2 separate regions of the Bicyclus anynana genome follow, and region 2 is linked to region 1. Evidence: chromatin contacts called from public Hi-C data. All regions are on one chromosome and are shown on one strand. The core of a region is the stretch at or near the end of the contact, and the rest is flanking DNA. Distances in the headings are between cores, read along the strand shown. Region 1 holds the start of LOC112050051 (transmembrane 9 superfamily member 4). Region 2 holds the start of LOC112051097 (V-type proton ATPase subunit d).

What was found. Hi-C and Micro-C count contacts between places; a contact is called where the count stands out from the background.
Region 2: a contact with region 1 is called in a Hi-C map of whole larva, with 6 times the contacts expected there. The contact joins the promoter of LOC112051097 here to the promoter of LOC112050051 in region 1. A contact is called at or near these places in 2 of 2 Hi-C or Micro-C datasets (whole body and whole larva).

The regions. Positions count from the first base shown.
Region 1 is chr3:7,466,408-7,472,942 of ilBicAnyn1.1, forward strand. LOC112050051 (transmembrane 9 superfamily member 4) reads right to left here and starts at 1,398. Exons shown (of 9, transcript XM_024088176.2): 1 at 1,241-1,398; 2 at 773-1,167; 3 at 503-658. The coding sequence starts at 1,249. LOC112050058 (neuroguidin) reads left to right here and starts at 2,572. Exons shown (of 2, transcript XM_024088186.2): 1 at 2,572-2,816; 2 at 3,321-6,535. The coding sequence starts at 2,808. The coding sequence ends at 4,202.
Region 2 is chr3:7,720,389-7,726,964 of ilBicAnyn1.1, forward strand. LOC112051097 (V-type proton ATPase subunit d) reads left to right here and starts at 3,483. Exons shown (of 4, transcript XM_024089578.2): 1 at 3,483-3,724; 2 at 3,889-4,397; 3 at 4,477-4,731; 4 at 4,835-5,690. The coding sequence starts at 3,604. The coding sequence ends at 4,996. LOC112051095 (pre-mRNA-splicing factor ATP-dependent RNA helicase DHX16) reads left to right here. Exons shown (of 5, transcript XM_024089576.2): 3 at 1-812; 4 at 916-1,318; 5 at 2,368-2,606. The coding sequence ends at 2,589. It overlaps LOC112051098 (probable tRNA(His) guanylyltransferase), which reads right to left. Exons shown (of 2, transcript XM_024089580.2): 2 at 5,679-6,049. The coding sequence ends at 5,711.

The DNA of each region.
Region 1 (6,535 bases), core at 148-2,647:
TTTAATTTAATTTTTTTTATAATTTTTCAATAGTGTTTTATGTTATATTTAACATTGTTAAAAATGTAAAGAATAAAAGATAATGAATTAAATGAGAGAAAAACGAATAAAAACACAACACAGATCTGCAGCATTATGTGACAAATAAAAACCTTGTCAAGAAACTGTTGGAACAACATCCCCCACCTATTCAGGGGGTAAATTAGGGCATCAAGCCCTAATTTACCAGCATTGTGGGTATTGATGTACTCACAACCACATTATATAAATCAGATCCATTTTATTGCCACAACAAAATTACAAAGGTAAACATTAAATAATATTAAGAATTAATGTATATTTTAAGTTATTCTGTAGTTTTCTGTTGTGCTAACAAATATTTTTTTCTATTGTATTATATATTTTTTTGTATATGCAATAATAATTAATACTCTTAATAGGTATTTATTGGATTATAAAATAATAAATTATGAAGGTTTTATAATAAAAAGTGAATACTTACTGGCTATGTTTGTGATATTTAAGTAGTAACTTTAAGTGATTATTTATATATGCTTTGCCCTTAGACATGAATCCTAGACGGTAACCTTGTTCAATACTGTGTTCTGAAGTATCTGTGTTTACAATTTTAGTTGCCACAGGTAAGTTATCCACTAACCTGAAATTAAAAGTACACATTCATACACACAATACACTGGATAATGCATTATCACCAGCAAAATATATATTTAGGAAAAGTTAATGAGTATTTCAAAATGGTTATAAAACTTACAAATGGACAAAGTATTCATGTTCAATGCGACTTGCAACTTTATCAGATTCATCTGGGTTCCAATTCATTGGGTTATTTTGTTTATGGCACAAGAGTTTGCATTTAATGTTTTCAGCCATATGTATCTCATATGGAGTGTTTACAATGCGATCACCTCGTAATACTTCGCCCAAATTCTCAGATTTGTACTGGAAGGTTCCATTCTTTGGTATACAGAGTGGTAATGAGTAATATTCGTACGGCAGCTGCGTATGTATACTCGTCATTTTAACAGCTCTAACTTCAATTCTTTGCCCTTTTCTATACTCAACCGGCGCAACACCAGGTACGTAGAAACCATAGCTGCAGATGATTAAATTCACTATAAAGAATATTGATTGAATCTGAAAAGAAAACTGAAGAAGTATATAATTAGCAGTTAACTCCCTTGGGTAGCCAATAAAAGAATTTATACTGTTATATACTTACTGAAAACATATTTGACTAGTCCTTTATATAAAATCAAACAAAAAATAGGCAAACATAGTAATATGTTTGCTAAAGCAGAATTTTAAAATGGTAAATGGCAGAGAACAGTAGATTTTAATTTTATTGACACCAATTGACAGTTTGACACTTGATTGACTTGACAATGACATGAACTCAGAACTGTAGCACAGATAGACTTTTGCGGTTTTAAATTCTTACTCTTTTGGGCGTGGAGGGATAATTCTTTTTCTTAGCTTTTGGGTATCTATCTACACAGCAGCATGTGCCTAGGCTACATTCTACTTATCGACCCAAACGATCACGCTCACAACTACAGATTTTTCCGTTTCACTTGCTTGCGAGCGTTGCAATCATAAACTTGACAATTACATGGTATACATCAAATGGTAAGTGGTATTTTCTAATGTTTAATCGAGTTTATAAAATGAAAGTTTTTTAAAAAATGGCTTCAAAAAAGAAATCCTTTTTGACATTGCTGTTTGGTATTATTTACACCAACGATCAAAACGCTCCATGATATCGATTCCATATGAATTCATGATTGCAAAGCTCGCGTAGCAATAGGTTGCTAGATCCAAAAAAAAGTGTAGTCGTGAGCGTTATCGTTGTCATCGTTTGTGGAAAGTACGCACAGAACATTATTAGTCCTAAAAGTACGCGTAAGTAAGTAATGAAAAATATGCCATTGCAGTGTTCACTGTTCTGTGCCCATTTACTTAATGTACTCTTTGGTTAAATTGTGTTTTTTTGCTCTATGTATCTAAGGGCATAGGTGTGAAATAAGTTCCTGTAATAGGCCACTCGCCTGCTGTATAAAACTAAGAACATTTTTTGCTTATAGGCAGTTTAAATGCTTCGAAACTCTAATCTAATCTCGTAATTGCAATATTTTTCTAAAACAAAATTGTAATTTCATCACGTCACCGCAAACGACAATCACAAACTCTGACGTCATTCGCTAAAAGGCATTGGTTTGTGAACGCCAATCACGCTGTTATCTCTATGAATGATGTCACTTGCTAATGTGTTGTGTTTCGGCGGCAAATATTTTACGTAGATATTTTTCCATTTATATTAAATTTTTTACTGGTTATTATTGACGGGACAAAATAAATTAAAGCTTATACTTCCATAGTTCAGTTCAGTATAAACACTGTTTACAAAAGAGGCAAGTAGCCTATATGGATCTGTGGCTCTGCTGTGCTGATGCTCTATAGTCTATGGTTTCATTTGTTTGTAATCTTTCTGTCTTCATCACAGAACACTAATACTCCGCTCCGTCATCTGTGAAATATGTTCTCCTTGACTTCCTTGTGTTGTGTTACAGTCTGTGTGATCTGTGGTTTCATCCCGTTTTCCAGTCTTTCGGTGTTTTGTTTTATTTTTTGCAAGAATGATTTTACTTTATTGAACTATTTCTCCAGGCATTCGTATGTGGAATGTTACTAAGCGATCACACAATTCGAGATTGAAATATTTTTTCTATATTCATAAGTAAACAAAATATTGAGGTTATTTAACTTTCAAGTTGCTTTAATTTATCAACATGGTTCAGGTATGTCTATATTTATTTTCCATTTTATGACAGTAAATAGTAAATTCTTTTAATTTAAATCGCGGTAAAAGTTTTATTTTCAACGCATATACCATGTCTTATGTTACTCCTTTGAATTATTATTTAATCAATTTAAAATTAATTATTAACTATATAACCACATTAACCAGCCAGTTTATTAGTCATATATTGTTTGGTTTACTCTAAGTATGCAGTTTTATAATTGACATAACAGCTGGCCTTTTCTAGTTATCTTATTTACTTGACTACAGAACCATTTCTATAGAAACACAAGTAACATTGTTAATCCCAGTTCTTGATACATAAATATAATCTGCTATCATATGAGTCTAAAACTCTAAAACAATCTTAAATCACCCTACTAATGTTCAAGTTTCAAGTAGAAGTTGGTTAATAACTTAGTTGGTTAATTACTTAAGAGTTAATTCAAACAGAAAATATTTTATTTTATGATTTGTAATACAGTTATTTATATTTCTTTAGGCTACAGATGAGATGGAACAACCTGATTTGCCACAAGCAGTAAAACTGCTCAAAGAAATGAATACAAATATTCAACAAGTTTCACAACTAGTGGATAATATGTTGGTGCGTGTGAAAAGTGGAGAAATTTCTACAGATAAGGGTTTAAGTTTTCTAGAAATGAAATATCAAATGCTTCTGAGTTATTTAATAAATTTAACTTACATAGTGTTAAGAAAATGTTCTGGTGAAAAAATAGAGTCTGACCCTTCAATAGACAGACTTGTTGAAATCAGAACCGTGCTTGAAAAAATTCGTCCAATAGATTCTAAACTCAAATATCAGATAGATAAACTTGTTAAAACCGCAGTAGTTGGTACAGCAGAAGATGACCCGCAATCATATCATGCTAATCCTGGTAACTTAGTAAGTAAAATACAAAACAGTGGAGAAGAGAGTAGCAGTGAATCTGACAGTAACGATACGAAAGATAAGACTAGCAAATCAAACATATACGTACCCCCTAAACTAGCAGCTGTACATTACGATGACAGTATATCACGCAGTGAAAGTGAAAAGAAAAATAAAGAGCGAGCGAAAAAACAATTTCTTAATTCTAGTGTATTAAGGGAACTTCGTGATGAGTATTCAGAGGCACCGCTAGAAATGAGCTCAGGAAATCATGTCAAACATTCCATATCAAAATATGAGCAAGAAAAGACAGAGTATGAAGAAAACTATCTAACTCGCTTACCAGTCACAAAAGCTGAAAAAAATCGAAGGAGAAAATTAACAACAGTAGGTATGCTTGCTGATGAAGTAACAGGGACTCGTAGCGCTGCACGGAAACACAAGATTAAATCCAAAAAAGGTAAGGGGTTCAAAAGGAGACGTACACATTGATTGTATTAATTACTTTGGTTTGATTTTACTTACATGTTTTTAAAATCAAGTGTAGTCACATGAAAATACATTTTTAGAAGTGCCTCATTTGTCTTTTTAATGAAAGAAATAATTGTTAAAGCTTATTTTTGCCTAAATAATAAAAAAAATATGAGCTACTTTTATAATATTCATAAGTAATCCTCATAGTTATAAACTTATCAAAATTAGGGCACCCTTATAAGCATTATGTTGATTTTGGGATGATGTTATTTTTGTAATGAAAATTAAAACTAATTACAAATGTCAAGACAATAAATCCAGAATCAGTGCATAGTTTTAGTTACTATTAAAAAACTGTTACATATTAATAGGCCTTTGATGTTTACTTAAAATAGGTAGAAACCTATACTTTTGATTATATTATAATGTTCTCACATTTCACTGCATGTTTCTCTAATAATAATAATTAATTATCAATTACAAAAATTAATTATCTAAAAAGTGTAGAAACAAATTATTATAATTATTTTACCTAATTTTGATAAGAATATAATATTATAAATTAATATTACAGTAAAAATAACTTCACATTTTATATTAACTTATAATTAACTATTTAAAATAAGTTTTATATGTAATTCAGACTGATTTATTTACCTGGGAGAATTAAGGAAAAGAGATTCTCCATACTGTTCTACTTAAATAAAACACAGTACCATAACTTGGTATATGTATTCTGTCAAAGGTACATATTTACTTGTGATGCACATTATTTTTCAAAATATTGATATTTAAGGTCATAAATACACATCAACTTGGAAAGAGACAGCCACAGTATCACCTTTCCTATACTAAAGCCATTCTCAATATGCACTGTTTACCAACAAACAAATTAGAAATGAAGGTAGAAAACGCATGTCATTTCATACCTTATGGGCTTGAGTTGCAAATGTGAAAATCCCTTTGTGTTGTTAAATAAGTACTTATATGTTATGACCTTAAAAGTGCAGACTTCATTACAAAAATATTTAAACAAAGCCAAAAGATCTGTAAATACATTGTGACAATCCACATTATTATAAGTTACAATGACAAATTTTACTGAGCAGATGTAATTTTGATTTTGCTACTTTTTAAATACTTAGTTAATCATTATACCAAAAACCTACATAGGTTATAAAAGGCTCTATAATTATTACTGTATTTTTTAATATACATATAATAAAAAATATAATTAAATTTCACAAAGAAACAAGCGAAAAAGTATCATTTGATTGGTGGATTTTTAATAGTCTTTAATGTTGAATATTATTTGTGAAGCTTATATTTAATGTGGTTCTATGAGTAGTGCAAACTGATGAAAATTTAAACCTCCCTAAGCTATAATGTAAATGCTAATAATAAGTAATACATATAAAATATAGAAATAAAATAAGATATGTTATTATAATAAAGAATAGAAACTTTTAGCATACAGGGTACTCAGTTGGACTTTGCACATGCACAGTATATTTGAGCTCCTATTAAAATTAAATATCACACATAAGGGTCTCATTTGTTACAATAAAAAATATTTTATCTATTATTATTCAAGCTAAAAATTTTAACAATCATTAATTCTAAGTAAAAAATAGATAAAACACCTTTATGGAACTTATTTGCTGCTGAACTAGTAATAACGTCCGGGGAGGTGCTACATTACTTTTATATGACAATGCCATAAGTACCATTATAATTTTAATTTTAAATAAAAATTTCGTTTACTTATGCTTAGGTTCATCCTATACTCATAAGTCTGTTCATAGTTTGAGTTTACTCCTTTAGAATAGATTTTCATACATAGCCCCCGGTATGAAAAAAATATGGGCAGTAAAATTCGATGAACGAATGACAGCGTTACGTTTGTGCGCAACCTATTTCGCGCACCTTTCACCGTGCGCGCCCGCCAGCAGCGTGCACATGCGTGCGGGCGCGCCCACACTTTGTAGATTCATGGTGATACGTGAACGCTTTGCATATTTAAACTATAGTAGGAGTCAAATCGGGTATTGGATGTTAAGGAAAATAAAAGAACAAGAAAAATACTTAATAATATGTATTTTTTTTATTAATTGAAACTACAACAATAGACGTGTACATTATTTTTCATTATTTGGCTAAAATGGTTAAGTAACAATTAAATAAGTACTAATATTTTAATTATATATCATTATGCCCCAGTGTATTAGGGTACCCAATTCCGTTCAGTACGGAGTTCAAGGTTGTTTTGTGTTTTGTTACTTAAGCAAACATTTCTTCTCGGAAAAGGATCGTGACCGTATTGGTCTAAGATCCGGCATTAGATATATATA
Region 2 (6,576 bases), core at 2,233-4,732, 260 kb after region 1:
TTTTTTGATGATGCCCCAATTTTTAGAATTCCTGGTAGAAGATTCCCTGTTGATATGTATTATACAAAAGCACCAGAAGCAGACTATATAGATGCTTGTGTAGTAACAGTATTACAAATACATGCCACACAGCCACTTGGTGATGTTCTAGTTTTCCTAACTGGTCAAGAGGAAATAGAAACATGTGTTGAAATGTTACAAGACAGAACAAAGAGAATAGGCAAAAAATTAAAGGAACTCGTTATACTACCTGTTTATGCAAATCTACCAAGTGATATGCAGGCTAAAATATTTGAGCCCACTCCTGAAGGAGCTCGTAAAGTAGTACTTGCTACCAACATTGCTGAAACATCACTTACTATAGACAATATTATTTATGTTATTGATCCAGGGTTTGCTAAACAAAATAATTTTAATTCCAAAACTGGTATGGAAAGTTTAATGGTGGTCCCAATTTCTAAAGCATCAGCGAATCAAAGAGCTGGTAGAGCTGGCAGAGTTGCTCCAGGTAAATGTTTCAGACTTTACACAGCATGGGCATATAAGTATGAACTAGAAGACAACACTGTACCGGAAATTCAAAGAATTAATCTAGGAAATGCTGTGCTTACACTGAAAGCTTTAGGTATCAATGATCTTATACACTTTGATTTTCTGGATCCCCCTCCTCATGAAACTTTAGTCCTTGCATTAGAGCAATTGTATGCACTTGGTGCACTTAACCACCATGGAGAATTGACCAAAGCTGGGAGAAGAATGGCTGAGTTTCCTACAGATCCTATGTTAGCAAAAATGCTTTTAGCAAGTGAAAAGTAAGTTACATTTTTAGTATAAAAAATAAAATGAATAAATTTACATGATTACTTGTATATGTCTATTAATAGATGTCTTTAAATTTTAAATATTTATTTACAGATACAAATGTTCAGAAGAAATAGTTTCTATTGCGGCTATGTTATCAGTGAACAGCTCAGTCTTCTACAGACCAAAAGACAAAATTATTCATGCTGACACTGCAAGAAAAAACTTTTTCCATAGACATGGTGATCATTTAACATTGATGAATGTATATAACCAATGGGTTGATTCAGATTATTCTATACAATGGTGTTATGAAAATTTTATACAATACAGGTCTATGAAGAGAGCTCGTGATGTGCGAGAACAATTAGTGGGTCTTATGGAAAGAGTAGAAATTGAAATGGTATCAAGTATAGCAGATGACACAAATATCCGCAAAGCTATCACAGCAGGCTATTTTTATCACATCGCCAAATTCTCTAAAGGGGGACATTATAAAACTGTAAAACATAATCAAGTAAGTTCTTACATTTTAATTATATTAACAATATGCTGTACATTTTGCTGGAGAGTATTTCTTTTGTAAATAGATCTTGAAATACATCCCATAAAGGCATCCTTATAATTATGACGTGTTTTACGTATTTTAATACATGGATAGATAAAGGAGTACTTTGTATGAAAATGTAAAAAAAAATATTTTTTAGTTAAGAAATATTAGTTGTGCAATTTGGCTCCTTTATGTGGACTCGTCAACACCTTGAAGTTATGGGAAATACTCCAGAGCACCCTGTATAATAATAGCTGCTAAATGCTGGTATCTCAAGATCTTTTTGTTTGGAAGTACATGCAAGAGGCCTATGTCTAGCAGTGGATGTCCATCAGCTGCTAATGATGATGAACAGTATACATATATAATTCCAATGAAACAAATAAGCAGTAGTATATTTTAATGCCATAGTGTACACCTGGGGAAGTATTACTGGCAAGCAGCATCATTATGTAGGTGGAAGGTAACTGATGTTAATTTTCCTTACTTGTTCTGTGTTTATGCAATGGTAGGTGAGCAAGATGATAGATAAGGCTCACAGATACTTGCTGATGGATCAATAAAAAACCTTTTGTACATATAATATTGGCTTAATCTTAGCTGACTAATCATAGTCTCAAACAATAATTTGGCTGAGCAATCTCATTTGGAATATGCCCTATTATGGCATTTTACATAACACACAATTAACTCTGACCTGAGAGTGTTAAGTGTACTTAATTTGTTATGCTAAATAAAAGTGTTGATCAAATCAGCATATCAGGTGACCAGATAACTTAAAACCTCATTAGCTCTTTGGTTAACTGGGCTCAACGCTAAGATGGGTTGAGGTTGTGGGTTCAAGACCAACAACTATTGTTGTACCCACACAGTGTTGACCAAAGTCTATACAGCTGATTGCAGCACCAGCACTTAATACTATGTTAACACATATCTACTATATATTTTATAGTAAATATGACATATTTGTTTACAAGTAATTTAAAGATAAATATTTATTATCTTTTTAATTTCAGACTGTTATGATTCATCCAAACAGTGCCTTATTTGAAGAGTTACCTAGATGGGTAATCTACCATGAGCTTGTATTTACCTCCAAGGAGTTTATGAGACAAGTTACAGAAATAGAAAGCAAGTGGCTTCTAGAAGTGGCACCACATTACTACAAGGCTAAAGAACTAGAAGATTCAACTAATAAGAAAATGCCTAAAACTGTTGGGAAATCTAGTACTCAATAAAAGTTCAAGCATTTAAATTATTGTAATTTATTCATTGAAAATAAAAATAGTAACTAGTAACCTACAGTATGCACAGCCACTTTAAATTTATAGTCTACAACAAAATCAAAGTTCTATATTATTATTTATTTTACTAATTTTTAAAAATCTGTTACTCTTCCTTTTCTTTCCCAATCTCCATATCTTGTCGGCTCTAGTCCTCGGGGACCACCCACTTCTCCTGTGTTAGGATTTGTCTCATTAGGCCATGGTGGCAGTGGATCTTCCTTAGGTGGCCTCATTTCTGCTTGTTCACCCAAATCATTAATTGGTGTAGTTTCTCTTAATTTCTTTTTAAACTCCGTCATTCTTTTGGATTCGCCTTTCAGTGGTACTTCTTCAGCCTCGGTAGTCGATTTTTGTGAGTATTTATTTGTATCCAACCTATTAGCAAATGTTACTGAAATGAAATATAATTTCAAATACAAATTACTCTCCACGTAATCACCATTTCATGAAAATTATACATCTACGGTTGGACTTGGGCATTGAATGGTTTACTATTAAATAATACACCTGGTAATTTAAAAATTGCATATTCGAAATGATATCCATGTTGTTGTTTTTACCTCGGAAGTGTAATAGCTTTAAAGTATTTTTTATTCTCATTTGCAACATTTTATCATTCGAATTCAAACGTATCTTTTCTCAATTTTAAAATAATAATTAAAAAATAATTACAATCACACACAAACCGAATCCAAAAACCAAAAACCCAAACAAATTACAAAACCATAGAGATAGACACACAGATTAATAGAGCAGAGAGCTGCGAAATATTTAGTATGTCAGCCTTTGTCAAAGGTTCCAGCAGTAGCAACACTATTTAATGGAATGTCATTCTTGTCTATGAAAGTATCATATGATCAATGAACTCTATGATCTATTGATTCCATCTTAGTATTCCATTCTTTTGATTGTTGTAGAAAAATTAGTTATTAGATTAAATTCTTACCTAAATAGAGGTTTACAAAAATGAAAGGGTGCATTTTTAATATTGATGCTGGGTACTTAGAGGGGTTGTGCCGTGGATTTAAGTGTGGTATCCTGAAACAGTCGGACTACTTGAATTTAGTACAATGCGAAACTTTAGAAGGTAACTCGTCGTAATTTTTATTTCCAAAGCATAATTTTTAATGATCAATCCTCTCACCAGGTACAAAAAGCGTTTCTAAATGACCTTGACCACTGGAGGCTGGTGAAGTGGTTATTTGGAACATCAACCACCGCCCAGCTCACTTTTTATATTTTCATTTTCAGATTTGAAACTGCACTTACAAGGAACAGACTACGGCACTTTTCTTGCAAATGAACCCAGCCCTCTCTCTGTGTCGACTATTGATGATAAACTACGGGAAAAGTTGGTCATTGAGTTCCAACATCTGAGGAATCACTCGGTAGAACCAATGTCAACATTCTTGGATTTCATCACATACAGCTACATGATTGATAACATCATCCTTTTGATTACTGGGACCCTTCACCAGAGGCCCATTTCAGAGCTTATCCCCAAGTGTCATCCACTGGGCTCTTTTGAACAGATGGAAGCCATACACGTGGCTGCTACTCCGGCTGAGCTATACAATGCTGTGCTAGTTGACACTCCACTGGCACCATTTTTCGTTGATTGTATCAGTGAACAAGATTTGGATGAAATGAATATTGAGATCATTCGTAACACCCTGTACAAGGCTTACTTGGAAGCTTTTTATGAATTTTGCAAGCTGATTGGGGGAACAACAGCAGATGTTATGTGTGAAATTCTAGCTGTAAGTTTTTGAAGTTTATCAGTAATTTTTATTTTAAACTAAACATGCAATACTATTTTGAGAGTTATGTTTTTTTCAGTTTGAAGCTGATCGCCGTGCTATCATTATTACTATCAACTCTTTTGGCACTGAGCTGTCAAAGGATGATCGTGCCAAGCTATACCCTCGCTGTGGCAAATTGAATCCCGACGGATTGGCAGCACTAGCACGTGCTGATGACTATGAGCAGGTGAAGGCAGTGGCTGAATATTATGCCGAATATGCTGCACTGTTTGAAGGTGCTGGCAACAATGTTGGCGACAAAACTCTCGAGGACAAATTCTTTGAACATGAGGTATGATATAATTTAAAATAACTGAAATTGTCAATGTAATGATAAAAACAGTAAAGGTACATTTATAAATAAAACTGTGTTAATTTGATTTTTTTCCCTATAGGTGACCCTGAATGTCAATGCATTTCTACAACAGTTTCATTTTGGAGTATTCTATTCATATCTCAAGCTGAAGGAACAGGAATGTCGGAACATCGTGTGGATCAGTGAGTGTGTCGCTCAGAAACACCGAGCCAAGATTGACAACTACATTCCCATATTCTAAAGAATTCTAACATGAAGAATTACCTTATTTGCAGTGTAAATAATTTATATATTACTAAGAATTATCAAAAATTTGTTCATTCATATATTACTGTAGCAATTGAATAACCTCTTAATATATAAAAATTCTTTTAATATCTTATTTATAAATTATTGTTGCTGTGTCTATAGCAAGTATTTAATTAAAATATGAAATGAGTATGGGTAATAACATTAAAGCTTCTTCATATTATATTTATTGTAATTTAAGCATGTTAAAAATTAACTGTTAAAATTCACATATAAAAGAATTAGACATTCCGTGTTGAAGAATAAAGTTATTTTTGACTCATCAGTATTCAATATAATGATTACAAGCTACGTTCATAAATCAATTTTCTTATGACTAACAAAGTTTTATAAAAAAAATTTGTGCTATTTATGTAAATACCTTTCATATTTAGAATTAAGCACAAAATTTATCAGCAAAACTAGGTAAATGTTGATTCCATGTTTTAAAAAAATATAGCTACATTTATGTTGTTTAATGATTGTTCATAATATATCATTCAAAGTTTATATAATAATGAATGACATTAGATTTATGTACATGAAAATTTAGGAATGAACTGTTTATTTGTGGGATGTCACAATCATTGTAGAATGTGTACACTATGTTTAGAAGCTTGATTAAATAAAAACAGTTACATTTCAAATCTTGTTTTAATTACTATCCTTATACTCTAATTTCAATTTGTTCTTGTGCCATTTTTGCTTTGCAAACAATCTGTTCTTTAACAATATCTGTTAAAGGTCCTTCATAGTTCAAATACTGAATTTTGGATTTAGATAATAAATAACAATGTTCTTTCCAAAAAGAATCTTTCAACATATCACTGTGGACATCCACAATAACAGAAATGTTTTTGTTTGAAGCTTCATTGGATAAAGTTTTCCTTATCAGTAATGTTCCCCTCTTGAACATCTCTGGTTCATTGTTATAGTTTATATTAAATTCTTTGAATAATATTTCATTTTTGTCTGCAGACACTGTGCCACTCAATCGTTTTTCAGCCTGAAACGATAATGTAGATTAATGTAAAAAACTAATGTAACTTATTACTGGTAAAAAAAGGTTAAAATGGGTCTGGACCAGTATTAACTGAAAAATACTGGCATTTTTGGAGCCTATTTGCAACAAACAAACAAATATTTTTTCTTTATAATATTTATGTAAATGGATGGATATGGAAAGACAGTTGTAAGACCTGTTGTGCTGAATGGATCAGAATGTTGGGCGGTGAAAGGGACATATAGTAAAATAATGCATGTGAACGAAATGTGTATGTTGAGATGGATGTATGGTGTGACAAGTATAGATAAAATAAGGAATGAGTATATAAGAGGAAGTCTAAAGGTGGCGCCAGTGACGGAAAAATTGAGGAGTAGAAGGTTAGCTTATATATTACTAGAAACATGTTGAATGTGCAAGTGGAAGAACATAAGAGGAGAGGAAGGCCAAATAAGAGATGGTTGGATTGTGTGAAAGAGGACATATGTTTAAAAGGAGTGGATGGTGAGTTGACGAGTAATAGAGACAAA